Regions from separate parts of the Triticum aestivum genome. Here region 2 is linked to region 1. The links are chromatin contacts, called in public Hi-C maps. All regions are on one chromosome and are shown on one strand. The core of a region is the stretch at or near the end of the contact, and the rest is flanking DNA. Distances in the headings are between cores, read along the strand shown. Region 1 has its middle 490 kb from the start of LOC123092251. Region 2 has its middle 21 kb from the start of LOC123092251.

What was found. A called contact is a pair of places that touch in the nucleus more often than the background predicts.
Region 2: a contact with region 1 is called in a Hi-C map of leaf, with 4 times the contacts expected there. The contact joins two enhancer-like sites. A contact is called at or near these places in 2 of 5 Hi-C or Micro-C datasets (both in leaf).

Annotation. Positions count from the first base shown.
Region 1 is chr4B:379,436,378-379,439,447 of IWGSC CS RefSeq v2.1, forward strand. No RefSeq gene overlaps it. Among protein-coding and RNA genes, the nearest start is that of LOC123092251, 490 kb to the right of the region's middle. Within about 2 kb of position 1,599, at least 1 of the 8 cell types and tissues checked has an H3K27ac peak or open chromatin away from gene starts, as enhancers often do. A contact at or near this core is called in leaf, where this site is marked.
Region 2 is chr4B:379,951,394-379,954,463 of IWGSC CS RefSeq v2.1, forward strand. No RefSeq gene overlaps it. Among protein-coding and RNA genes, the nearest start is that of LOC123092251, 21 kb to the left of the region's middle. Within about 2 kb of position 1,433, at least 1 of the 8 cell types and tissues checked has an H3K27ac peak or open chromatin away from gene starts, as enhancers often do. A contact at or near this core is called in leaf, where this site is marked.

The DNA.
Region 1 (3,070 bases), core at 349-2,848:
CCAGCCGGATTGCCGCCCTGCACGACAACGTTGCCCTGCCGCTTGCGGGAAGGCGTGTTGGTGCCTTGGGCGACGGCGGGGGCGACATGGCCGACAACGATATCCGCTGGAGGGGATTGCGCATGCGCGAACTCCACGGTGACGGGGTATGGCTGAGAGGCTTTCTTGGGGGCGAAGAATGGCGGGGAAGATGGACCGGAGCGTGTGGTGGCGGGGGAATGGCGGCCGAGGAAGGGGGGGCGGGAACGGTCACGTGGAAATTTCCGTCGCGCCAAATCTCGCTGCGGATAGGGGGCAAGCTCGGGTCGGCCTCCCACCCCGTGAATGTAAAGGTTGAGGGCGAACTTTTGCCGCGCCTTGCAAAAATTTTTAAGGGCCGGACGCGTTTGCGGGGTCTGCTAGGGCAGAATTTTCCGCACCAACCCGTATTTTGCCGGTTATTTTGCGGGTCGCGATGTTATACGTGGTCTGCTAGAGATGCTCTTAGCTTTCAGGATGAAAACCTTGCCTGGTCATGACTTTATTGAAGGCATTGTTTTGAAAGCGCGATTCTTCTTTGGGGTGAAAATCTAAAATCTAGGATTAGACGATGACTGTGCTTGTGCACTGTTTCTTTTTTAAAGGCATCGTTTTTGAAGAACTTGGACTTTCGGTATTGTCTAGGTGGTGATTTATGCAGCGGCTACAAGAAATTGATTACCGTATAGGGGTCTTTCTTTTTTACTTCTCCTTTTTGTCTTTTGAATGTGTACATCCCTAATGTCTTTACCGCATTGCGTTGTTGTTGGATGAAATTAATATCTTTACGATATTAATATTTTTCGCTTTTCAAAAAAGTTACCCCAACATTGCCTGGCCCAATATTTAGTCCTCAGATCGTTCGTCATCTCATCTCCGTCTCGCCAGCGCGCCTCTGCCGCGCCACCACCAGCTCGAGACCGAGATCGTCCGCCGGTCGACACGTGCCTCGACAGCGACGAGGCGAATCGCCCGACGACTACCGCAAAGTTACTCGTTATGGAATTCTCTCGCTATTCCTTGATGGCGACGCCCGCGCACATCCGCGCACGAGGTCGCTGTTGCGCCTTCTATTTTTAGTCCCCAGCCTTCACCACTCGATTCGCTGCCCGGCCGTGGCGAGCGCGTGCAGCAGCAAACGCAACACAATCTACCACAAGTCATTGGGGATTCTGGACTAGCTACCTATAATAGCAGCTAGCGGTATGTATATAGACACAGACATCGCAGACGGGATTAACGGATAGACGCGATCGACCTAACCCTGACTACGATATGATTTAGGATAATCACGCCCGTAACCGAAGCCAGCCACACACCTAGCGGCTTAATTGTGTCCATGGAAAAGCTGCTAAATCATGTCGTCATGTCCAGGATAATCACGCCATTAGCCATTAGGCCACGGCTTGCCATAAACGTGTGTTTAGTGGGCCTTCTCTACCGCGGGGGCGTAGCGTCTCCATCGGTCGTGTTAGGATAAAGATCAGCTTAATTTTGCTTGATTATATACTTTGCTTATCTGTGCCTAAACTCATGTAGAATCCAGCCCTGTGGATAGGGTTAGCGCTTTGTGGGTTGTGGCGTCCTCCCCGCTCATTGCTGTATTATTTACGATGACATCCAGGTCACAGGTGCACGTGCGAGAACGACTCCAATAATTCTGGGACCTGGTCGTTGTGGTTTTTCTATGATAGCGAAGAAGACTGAGTTCTGTATATTTGAGGCGAAAACCATAAGAGCATACGACAAATTTACAAATCAAATATCTTCCTTAATGGATGAGTGTATGCGCGTATATATGAACGCTTACATCTGTACGATGTTCTGAAAAGAAATATCTCCCTTAATACGTGAAGCACGCACTGGGACTAAGGCTTGCACGCCGACTTGTTCACACCTGGGATTTGGCCTTTCGATGGATAAAGACTCTGACGTTCAGTCAGATCACTGACTTCATGTTTCCAAAAGAAAAATAGTCACCGACTTCATCAATCTAGTCAAGATCCAATATATTTATAATTTACACATTTACTCTGGTTTTTTCTTCTGCTGCGAGCGTGTTACTCTCTACTTTTCTCTTTTTTGCAAGGATGTTTGCTATCTACCGGCTCCATTTCAAATTGGGATATTTATATTTCTCCCGTAAGTCGAACTCACTACTCACATTTACCCTGGTTTTTTTTAGTTTGCTCAGTTTTGCCTCCAAAAGAGTTTTTTTCTTCTATTTTTTGACAAGGGGAATATATTAATATCGTGAAGATACCAATTACACCCGGGTTATGATAAAAAAATGTGCAAAGACATCAAGAATACACACAACCAAAAAGAAAGTAAAAAATAAAATAAAAAGACCGCGTTACGGTGATCAATCACTAGCATCAGCAGCACTCTAACCACCATCGAAGACAACACACTGATTACAAAAGAGGTTATCCAAAAGCAGTGTCTCCAAGAAGGAAACAATGCACAAGCATTGTCGTTGTCCGATTTAAGATCTAGGAAGAAAATATGAGTTCACCCGAAAACAGTGCCTTCAACAAGGCCATTGCAATGTACAACCCATAAAGGCCAGACCTTGGGTTTTCAGCCTAGGAATCGAGACTTGGTACTCAAGGAGCACCACCGAAAATGCAGTTCTCTAGTGTTGTCACCCCCTCTTGCCGAGGCCGCTGTTGCAAGTCACCAAACACGTGTCACCCGGTCTTCTTCTCATCCAATACACCCTTCCACCAAAGCATCAAAACCTCCAATCGTAGCTGCCATGAATTTCTCCACCTCTATTAATGCCTTGGGAATCTTGACTTAGACATGTCCCAGGACACCGATAAGAAATTGAAGCTTTACATTGCGTCCTCTTGGGGTCATTGGCTGATAATACGAGCGCGTGCCACCGAAGCCTTTTCGATCTACATATCCAGGGGCGACATATGCCAATCCATATAGATCTCCAACGGGGAAGACCGGAACTCGTCAATGGCCAGATCCAAGAGGTTGATATCAGGAAGAAAGACGACTTGGGGGAAGAAGAGCGCTAGACGAAACGGCCATTATT
Region 2 (3,070 bases), core at 183-2,682, 510 kb after region 1:
GTGCACGATGCGCCCCGACAATGGCGCCGCTGACTATCGACCGCGGAGTTCTGGTACAATTCGTCGTTCCACTCGTCGATACAGTGCACTCCCTTCAAAGCATTGTATGGCGTCGAGCCGAACCTGGGGGCCATGACTCTTTGGTACGACAAGATGATGCCCATGATCGACGGCGAGCCCTGGGATTGGGGACTGCACACAGCGCGTCTCCGGGAGCAGATTCTTCGCGCCCAGCATCGCTTCAAGAAGCAGGCTGATCAACATCGCTCCGAGCGCTCCTTCGAGGTGGGCGACACCGTGCTCCTCAAACTCCAGCCATACGCGCAGTCGTCGGTGGCGAACTGACCCTGCGCCAAACTAGCTTACAAGTACTTCGGGCCATTTGCGGTGCTCGACAAGATCGGCAAGCTTGCGTACAAACTGGAGCTGCCGGCGGACATCAAGATTCACCCCGTCTTTCACGTCTCCCAGCTCAAGCCATTCACCCCCAACTATACTCCAGTCTTCTCCGAGCTGCCAAGTCCACCCGACCTTGCCGGCCGCAACGACGAACAAGTGGAAATATTGGAGCGCCGCATGGTCAAGCGCGGTGTCAGCGCTCTGGTGCAAGTCAAGGTGCGTTGGCGCAACGACACGGAGGCGATCACTTGGGAGGACTACGACACTCTTCGTCAACGTTTTCCTCACGCACCGGCTTGGGAGGAGCCAACAGCAGGCGATGAAGATCAGCAAGGCGTTCCTGAAGATGGCGCTCGCTCTGAAGGAGAGGGGAATGTCACACCGGCATCACCAGGAGCTGATGCGGTGGACGTGTGATTCGGTGGGCCCCGCTGCCTGATGGCACGGACCCACCTGTAAGGCAAATTGCCAAGTGTGGCACGGCTATTTAGCCAGCTGGTGCCAGTGGGCGTGTATGCATGTGTTGACATTACTCTGAACTTTCTCACCTACTCATGTATCTCCTCCTCCCTTGGAAAGAATCCTCTTTCCCAAGTCTCGATCTCATCCTCTTCCTCTCTTCGATCCCCACTTGAGATGATGAGTTCGTGACAGTTAAGTAGAGCGCATTGACCACCCACTCCATCCATGTCCTGAAACAAAGGTTGAAAACAATATCATACCGGCTCGTGCTTTATTCCCCATGCATGCAGATAAGGCACAACATTCCTCAAACTCTCTGAATCTCACGGTAAGACGGCAACCAAAAGAGCTCGGATAGTAGTTTAACGAAAGATTCAGAAGTATATTTCATCTTCCACCTCCCGTCGCCCAGCCGTTTTCCCCTTGTGGCAGTTCACGCGAGACGGCCTCTCACGTATCCCCTCGCCACTGGCCGGAGCTAAATTTTCTCACCGGATAATGCTTGTTAATCGGAAACGGGCCACCTGAGGGAGGCCTCCGTTCCCACTTCTCTGTCACGGCGCTCCATTGATTAGATTAAAGGAGGAGCCGGTGCTCATGCGGACCATACGCTACGTACGTTTTTAACGATTGAGGAGCCATCGGAGTGACGAGGAATTGCTGCCGTGGCGGCCGCGCGGGTTCTAGCGACGACTAGAATTCGTCCAGCGCACTGCCGTTCGTGAGCCCATGCAGGCGGCAGGGAAACAAAGGAGCAGGTCGGAAGGACCGGAGGGCAGCTATTTTGACGCTACCTACCTAGGGCAAGTTGCGTGCATATGATATGTTATCTTGTACTAGTAGCAAGGGCCTTTAGCTTTGATTATTATCCGCTAATTCATGATTGATCGCTGGCCTTTCAGTTATAAAGTAATTTTATGTAAATGATGGTGGAAAGATTGAGCACGCTTATACCGAACCCATGCCTCGAGAGTCAAGGGATACTATATAGTGGCTGCTTTTGTGGCAGTGATGGCGAGTTTATACTTTTCTACAGGTCGTGCTATGTTCCAAACTTAGGTACTAGGAGTGCAAAATACAGCAGAGACGTGGTTGGTGAAAATAAACAAGTACTAGGACTTAGCAGTAAAACACATGTGACAACGTTGGGTATGTTTTTTCTTAATATTGGCAAAAGACTGGCCATTAAGCATACGGACGGGCCCGTGATTGTTCAATCAGATTCGTCGACTGTGTTGCCCATCCTCTTGGGCGAGACTCTTCTCAGGTTGGCCTATAGTCATCTAGCTGCTGAGATTAAATCTCTTGTGAAAGTTAGAGAGTTTGTTTCTTGAAAAGTTAGTAGATATCAAAATAGGTAGCACATTAATCGGCAAACCACAGCCGTAGCATTTTTGCTTTTGCTTGATGTGTGTTCATCAGACATCTATGAAGCTGCAAACATCTCCTTTCTTCTCTCCTCCAAGAAAATGCGGCTAGGGTTTCTGCCTCCCGTCGACGGCGCCGCTGATCTTCCACGTCTCCTGTGGCGTTAGGGTTGCGCGGTGGGTCCCGGCCCTTGCCGGCGGGAGGGCTCTTTTTTTTGTGCATCTTTAAGTTTTGTTAGGGTTTGTGTCCTGTTCAGGAAGACGAGAGGACGGCAGCTTCTTGAAGATGGAATAAGATTCTCCCCGCCTAGGCCCCGTCCAGGTGGTACGTCTAGCATCGTCTATGGGCGTATGGAGGTGCGTCTCCGGCGGATCTCGCGTAATTCGTTCGGTGGTTGTCTTTGGTGGATCTGCTTAAATCCAGTCTTTGTTCATGTGTCTTCAGGTTGGATCCTTCCGATCTAAGCTTCTCTTCATCGGCGGTGGCTGCTGTACTGATGCGTTGGTCCTATGGGGCCTTAGCACGACGACTTTTCGACTATCTACTACAACAAGTTGTGCCCGGCTTCAGCAAGGGAGGGGCGATGACGGCGGCGCGTCTTCGGCTCGCTTCAGTGCTTGTAGTAGTCGCTAGGTGGTCTATGAATCTGGATATAATTTTTACTATTTCTGGTGTTCGTTGTATCGCCATGTTTGAAGATGAATAAATTGGAAGTTTCTCGTAAAAAAAATTTTGGCAAACTACAGCCATACCGAAGCCTGTGTTGTGGTAGGAATGCATTCAGGTCATCCTTTTTGTGAGGTACTCATGTCTCGAGATTGTAACCCTATCATACAAAAGC